Regions from separate parts of the Mus musculus genome. Here region 2 is linked to region 1. The links are chromatin contacts, called in public Hi-C maps. All regions are on one chromosome and are shown on one strand. Each heading gives the region's core, a stretch centred on a gene start, on an enhancer-like site or on the middle of the called end of the contact. The rest is flanking DNA. Distances are from core to core; before and after follow the strand shown. Region 1 overlaps Eya4 (EYA transcriptional coactivator and phosphatase 4). Region 2 has its middle 35 kb from the start of Gm47843.

What was found. A called contact is a pair of places that touch in the nucleus more often than the background predicts.
Region 2: a contact with region 1 is called in a Hi-C map of muscle stem cells, with 4 times the contacts expected there. The contact joins two enhancer-like sites. A contact is called at or near these places in 1 of 15 datasets of contacts at CTCF or cohesin (the NIH/3T3 cell line), 1 of 484 Hi-C or Micro-C datasets (muscle stem cells) and 2 of 115 datasets of contacts at active chromatin or transcription factors (differentiating embryonic stem cells and embryonic stem cells).

Annotation. Positions count from the first base shown.
Region 1 is chr10:23,202,004-23,204,609 of GRCm38.p6, forward strand. All of the region lies in intron 3 of Eya4 (EYA transcriptional coactivator and phosphatase 4), which reads right to left. Among named protein-coding and RNA genes, the nearest start is that of Gm24655, 36 kb to the left of the region's middle. Within about 2 kb of position 1,303, at least 60 of the 459 cell types and tissues checked have an H3K27ac peak or open chromatin away from gene starts, as enhancers often do. A contact at or near this core is called in muscle stem cells, where this site is marked.
Region 2 is chr10:23,608,484-23,611,089 of GRCm38.p6, forward strand. No RefSeq gene overlaps it. Among named protein-coding and RNA genes, the nearest start is that of Gm47843, 35 kb to the left of the region's middle. Within about 2 kb of position 1,303, at least 18 of the 459 cell types and tissues checked have an H3K27ac peak or open chromatin away from gene starts, as enhancers often do. A contact at or near this core is called in muscle stem cells, where this site is marked.

The sequences.
Region 1 (2,606 bases), core at 53-2,552:
GTGTGTGCTAGGCTGAGAGAGGACTGGACTAGATGTTGAAGGAGAGGAAGGGGTAGAGGTAGCCAGTCTGGAGCAGCCCCAGACTTGGAAGCACAGACTAGCTGTTGCTTTCTCTAGAGCCTTCTTTTGCCAGTAGCTCAGAGTTCAGCCAGCTTTACCAGAGCAGCCCTTCTCTCCATGCCTAAACAAGCCAAAGACCTTCTCTGACCCAGGTGAAACGCAATCAGAAGCCTCCTCGGCTCCAGTAGGTTTAGTTTCCTAGATTCAATTAAGTGGAGTCTACTAGGAATTTGTAAATCAAATAGTGAACTTTTTGCACATTCAGCCAATTTGGGATTTCAGTGTTTGTTATACCTTTTTTTTTTTTCCTGAAAAAAGGATGGAAATACAGCTGCTTTCTTCTTTTTTTTCTTCCCCTCTCTTTCACTATTTCCCTCCTTTCTTTCTTCTTTCCTTCCTTCCTTCCTTCCTTCCTTCCTTTCTTCCTTCCTTCCTTCCTTCCTTCCTTCCTTCCTTCCTTCCTTCCTCCCTCCCTCCCTCCCTCTTTCTTTCTTTCTTTCTTTCTTTCTTTCTTTCTTTCTTTCTTTCTTTCTCTCTCTCTCTCTCTCTCTCTCTCTCTCTCTCTCTCTCTCTCTCTCTCTCTCTCTTTCTTTCTGTTTCCAATTTCCCTTATTTCTTATTGAAGTCTCTCCTGTGTTCTTAACATTCCTAGACTACTGTCTGTCATGAAGTTCAAGTCTGTTTTCCAAAGGGAAGATTGCCAGAAAATCAAATGTTGTGGTTGCCTGGTTTTCTCTAGCATTCTTTGGAGGTTTTGCAAAGGAGGTAGAGATAGGGAATAAATACATTGACCAAAATGAAGAACTAACCGTGAAAACGATATCAAGATGAGCTTTTACTTACGGATGACACAAACGCTCCCAGAAGTACCTTTCCTAGCTTTATGCTGTAGTTTTCATTGCTGCTGGTAGTTTGGATCCTGCTAATAAGCATTTATGACACAAATTAGGAATGTATTACTAGAACAACACAATGTGCATGCTACCGGCCTGTGTGGTGGATAGGTCATTACTCCTCTGACTTTTTGAGGAAAAATGTTCTCCTCAACATTTCACTTGTAAAGTAGTGAAGATAGTTCTCCTCCCAGAGTCTGTCTCCTCGGGGGATTCTGCAAACACTTTGGATAATGAGTTGGATTTGTTGAGAATTCTTTCATGTGGTTACATGGCAGATGGACTGACTGAACAGTCATGTGAGGGTAAGAAGAGAAACACTTCTGTGTGGTTTCTGGATTCTGCATATAAGACTGGGTAAATCTTAGCAGGATTTTAGTTACAGACGGGCTCGGCAGGGTTGCATCACAGAGGCATCCTGAAGTCATGGGAAAGCTGAGAATCAAAGTGATGGACTTTGGGCATGAACTTACCATGTGCTGGGTGGAGGTTTGGGGAAGTTCCTTTAATTCACTAGCTCCACTTTTGAAAGATTAGGCAGCCCATTCTCAAATGGTGTACACTTAACATTAAGCAGTCTCATTTGTTTCTAGGAAGTCTGATCATTTTGCACAACTAAAACCTTTGTGACATTGCCTAACGCCCCCTAATTACTCTCGTTAGTCGTGACATGAGAATTAGTCACAGCCTTCGTCAGAGCCAAGTTCCTTCTCCCCATATGTGTGTGATTGAGGGTTAATTTGAGTTCTGTTGTCAAGGGGTTTGATGCTGGTTTTGACTGCGTGTGCTCACGCACGAGAGCAAGTGTGTGTGTGTGTGTGTGTGTGTGTGTGTGTGTGTGTGTATCACTTCCAGTGAAGAGCAATTTGGTAAGTAGTAAAAAAAAGAAAAAAAAAAAAAGAAAAAGTTCACCTTCACTAGCTCCACTTTGATCTTGTGAAATCCCTTCTCAACCTGGGTTTAATTGTGAGTGCAATAGAATTGGTGGCTCCATGATTCTTAGATCTCTCTGTGTAGCTGTCAGGTTACATACAAGAAAGCTTAGCTCCTGCTGGCACAGAAATCCTGAAGTCTGGATCACTCGCCAAGGGATGAAGCCAGCGTGTTGTGGAAGAATCTACAGCCCCCACATTTGCTGAGGCACTAGTCATAACTGCCAAGATGTTGAAATAACCGAATTAGTCATTAATGTCAACTGACTGTCTCCATCAGATTAGCCTATGCACATGACGAGGGGCACTCTTGGATTGTTAGTGGATCTAGGGAGCCCAGCCCATTGACTGCAGTGTCATATCTAGGCAGGTGGCTCTTTGATGTAGAAAAAGGTACTGAGCAAAACAACAGGAGCAGAAAAGCAGAAATACCCATCCAGTCTTACTACTGGCATGGTGTATAAATAATTTTACAGAGTAGAGATGCTGGTGTGAGCTTCCCTGGTCTCCCACAGGCTCTCTGCATGGTTGTCCTGTGCTGTACAGCAAACCTTAGCTACCTGTGGCTGCACTGGTGTAAGACGGTGAAAACGAAGGAATCGGCTTGCTTCTCAGTGTGCTAGTCTCAGCTCAGTCGCTCATTGGTTGAGTGTAGCTAGTGCCCACTGCACAAGACAACACATCTAAAAGGACATCCCCATCATCTCAGAAAGTGTACTGG
Region 2 (2,606 bases), core at 53-2,552, 410 kb after region 1:
AATGGGAAAGAATGCAGTGTATATGTATTCTAGGGGTAGGAATCCAGGGAGCCATCTTGGAGACTACTGTAAAGACACTGGCAACAAATTATCCAAAATTTCTATATATAAATGTGCTCTTATGTATATGTGTACACCACACACACACACGCATATCTATAAATATCTGTAGATATGCATGTGTGTACAGTGTACAAGTCTATCAAGACCACACATGCTCCAACAAAGTCACAAGTCCTAAGCAGTCCCCTGAGCAGTTTACCAATTAGAGACTTTGCTCAATAACATGAGCATGTGAGGGCCATTCTCATCCAAGCCACCATATTACATAACTGTTATAAAGTTTAATTTATAATTCTGGCACAGATACTAATACCAATTAATAATAAATAGAATGCTCTAACAATATGCTGGAGTGAAACCTATCAAAACGTTTAAATCATTTATTTCTTGAAGTTTTCACTTAATATTTTCAGATTCTGATTGATAGTGATTAACAGTACTGGGAGCAAGAGGTAACACACATGTTATACATGTTTTCCATCCTCACACACATATACAGACACCCAGTTTTGGTGGCGAACTCCAAAACTTCTAAAAAAAAAAAAAATGCACACACATAGAGCTCTTACTACTCATTTGTCAAGGCTATTCATTCAGTGGTGGATTCACGGGCTGCTTGTCTTCCTGTTCAAAGAAGTAAATCCCACAGACTGCCCTCTGGATGGAGACTGGAACCCAGATAGGCTTTTCAGAGAAGGAATTTCTCCCTTGCCTGGGAACTACAAAGTGAATTTGAAACTATGGGCAACACCACGGCAGTCACATGGATAAGATTTTTAAAAGAGAGAGAGAGGGAGAGATGAAGATCTGAACTATTCGGTGCCGTTCAACTGTTTTCTACATACCAGATCAGCAGACTATTTCTGATGTCCGTACCCACCCATTCTCAGCAGGAGATAGGACAGAATATGCTCTGTACATGACCCATGTGAGCCCCAGATCAAGAGGACAGTATTTGCATAAACAGAATCCTAGAGACCATGTCATCACTATCTCTCTCTTCCTCCTCCTCCCCTCTCTGCCCTCCAAGCCAGTCAGATCAAGTTTCCCGGGCTACCTTCCATGAACATCAAGGAATGCAGTAGAGACGAATGTTACATCGACACCCACGGTGCCACGGCAAGGGAAAACTGTTTGTACACTCTTTTCATTTCTCGGTATGGACAAGCATCTGAAGACTTTGCACCTGTTCTCGTTAGCCCTGGCAAATGCAGCGTGCATTTATATTAATAGAACGATGTTTTCATAACAGAATGGGTGCGCAGTAATCCTGGCGCACACACTGGATGCTCTCATGAGCGCGGGCGAGGGTGGGGGTGGGGGAGGGGTGACTCTTACATAAAGTCCCATGGCAATAATACAAGACCCGGACTCCCAAGCTGCATCCCCAGAACAGTTAGGAGAGGATTTTTTTTTCCTGGAATGACTAGGCTCCCGTCTTGGAAATCCAATTAGATACTTGATGAAGAGGGAAATGTGCTGTATGCAAACGGGTTTTTCATGGGTGTCTCAAAGCTGGGACCCCTTTGGGGCTCCATCTCCTGTTTCTCTAATTTGAGTCTTATCTCCCCAGAATGGAGTTGAGAACCAGTGAGGTCATCTTTGGCTCAATTCCTGAAAGTTTGTTTTGAGTCGCCAGTGTAAATATTGCCTGTCCAATCTGTACATTTGCACAAATTAACTGAAACCAGCTACCCAATTCCTTGTTCATATTTGTGTCTTTTGATTAAGCCTGACAGCTGTAACCTCATTAGCCCTCCTCTGGTCATGGCAAAACAGCTGTCAGAGTAGGGGGAAGTACATTCACTCAAGTGGTTCTCTAGACCAGGCACATTAAAATCGATAGGGGCTCTAAACGGTTCTGTTATGCTTCTAATTCTAATTTATGGTGTGTTGTGTCCTTTCGCCTAGATACATATCGGGAACCTAAAGTCAGCCAGTCATCTATGGAGAAGGCCAGGCTCTGTATCTTACAGGGAGAATATGGGTTTTACCTGAAGATATCAGATCTGCATTCTTTGGAATGGGGCTTTAGCATGTACTATATAACACAGACAATTTTAAAATATTAGCTCGCGATGTGTTTTTTGGCATGAGACGTTTTGTTAATTTTGACAGAAGGCCAACAGAGTCATAACTATGGAAGTAAGAAAGCCCCTGCAGCTGGTGCTCATGGGAGCTGGAGATAAAAAGCGAGCAGAGTTAGAAACACTCCGATGGGAATGTGGTTTTCTTCAACAGGACACAAAGCCCTTGGAGTGAGCCCTGTTAGGTTCTGCAGTAATCTTCATGAAGGAAGGAGGCAGAGAGAGTTCTCGATAGCTATTCTTTTAAACCCGGAGGCTCATGGGAGACTGTTTTCTATCCAGCAAGGTGTTGAAAAGGACAGTGAGGCTCGAACAGATGTCACGAGAGGCCTTCTCTCCCAGCTCTTTTACCGGGGTTGGGGGAAAGGGGAGCATGGCAAAGAGGAAAATACTCTGGCGAACAAAAAAGATCTGGAGACCTCAGCTCTGGTCCATATTCTACCACATCTCACCCAA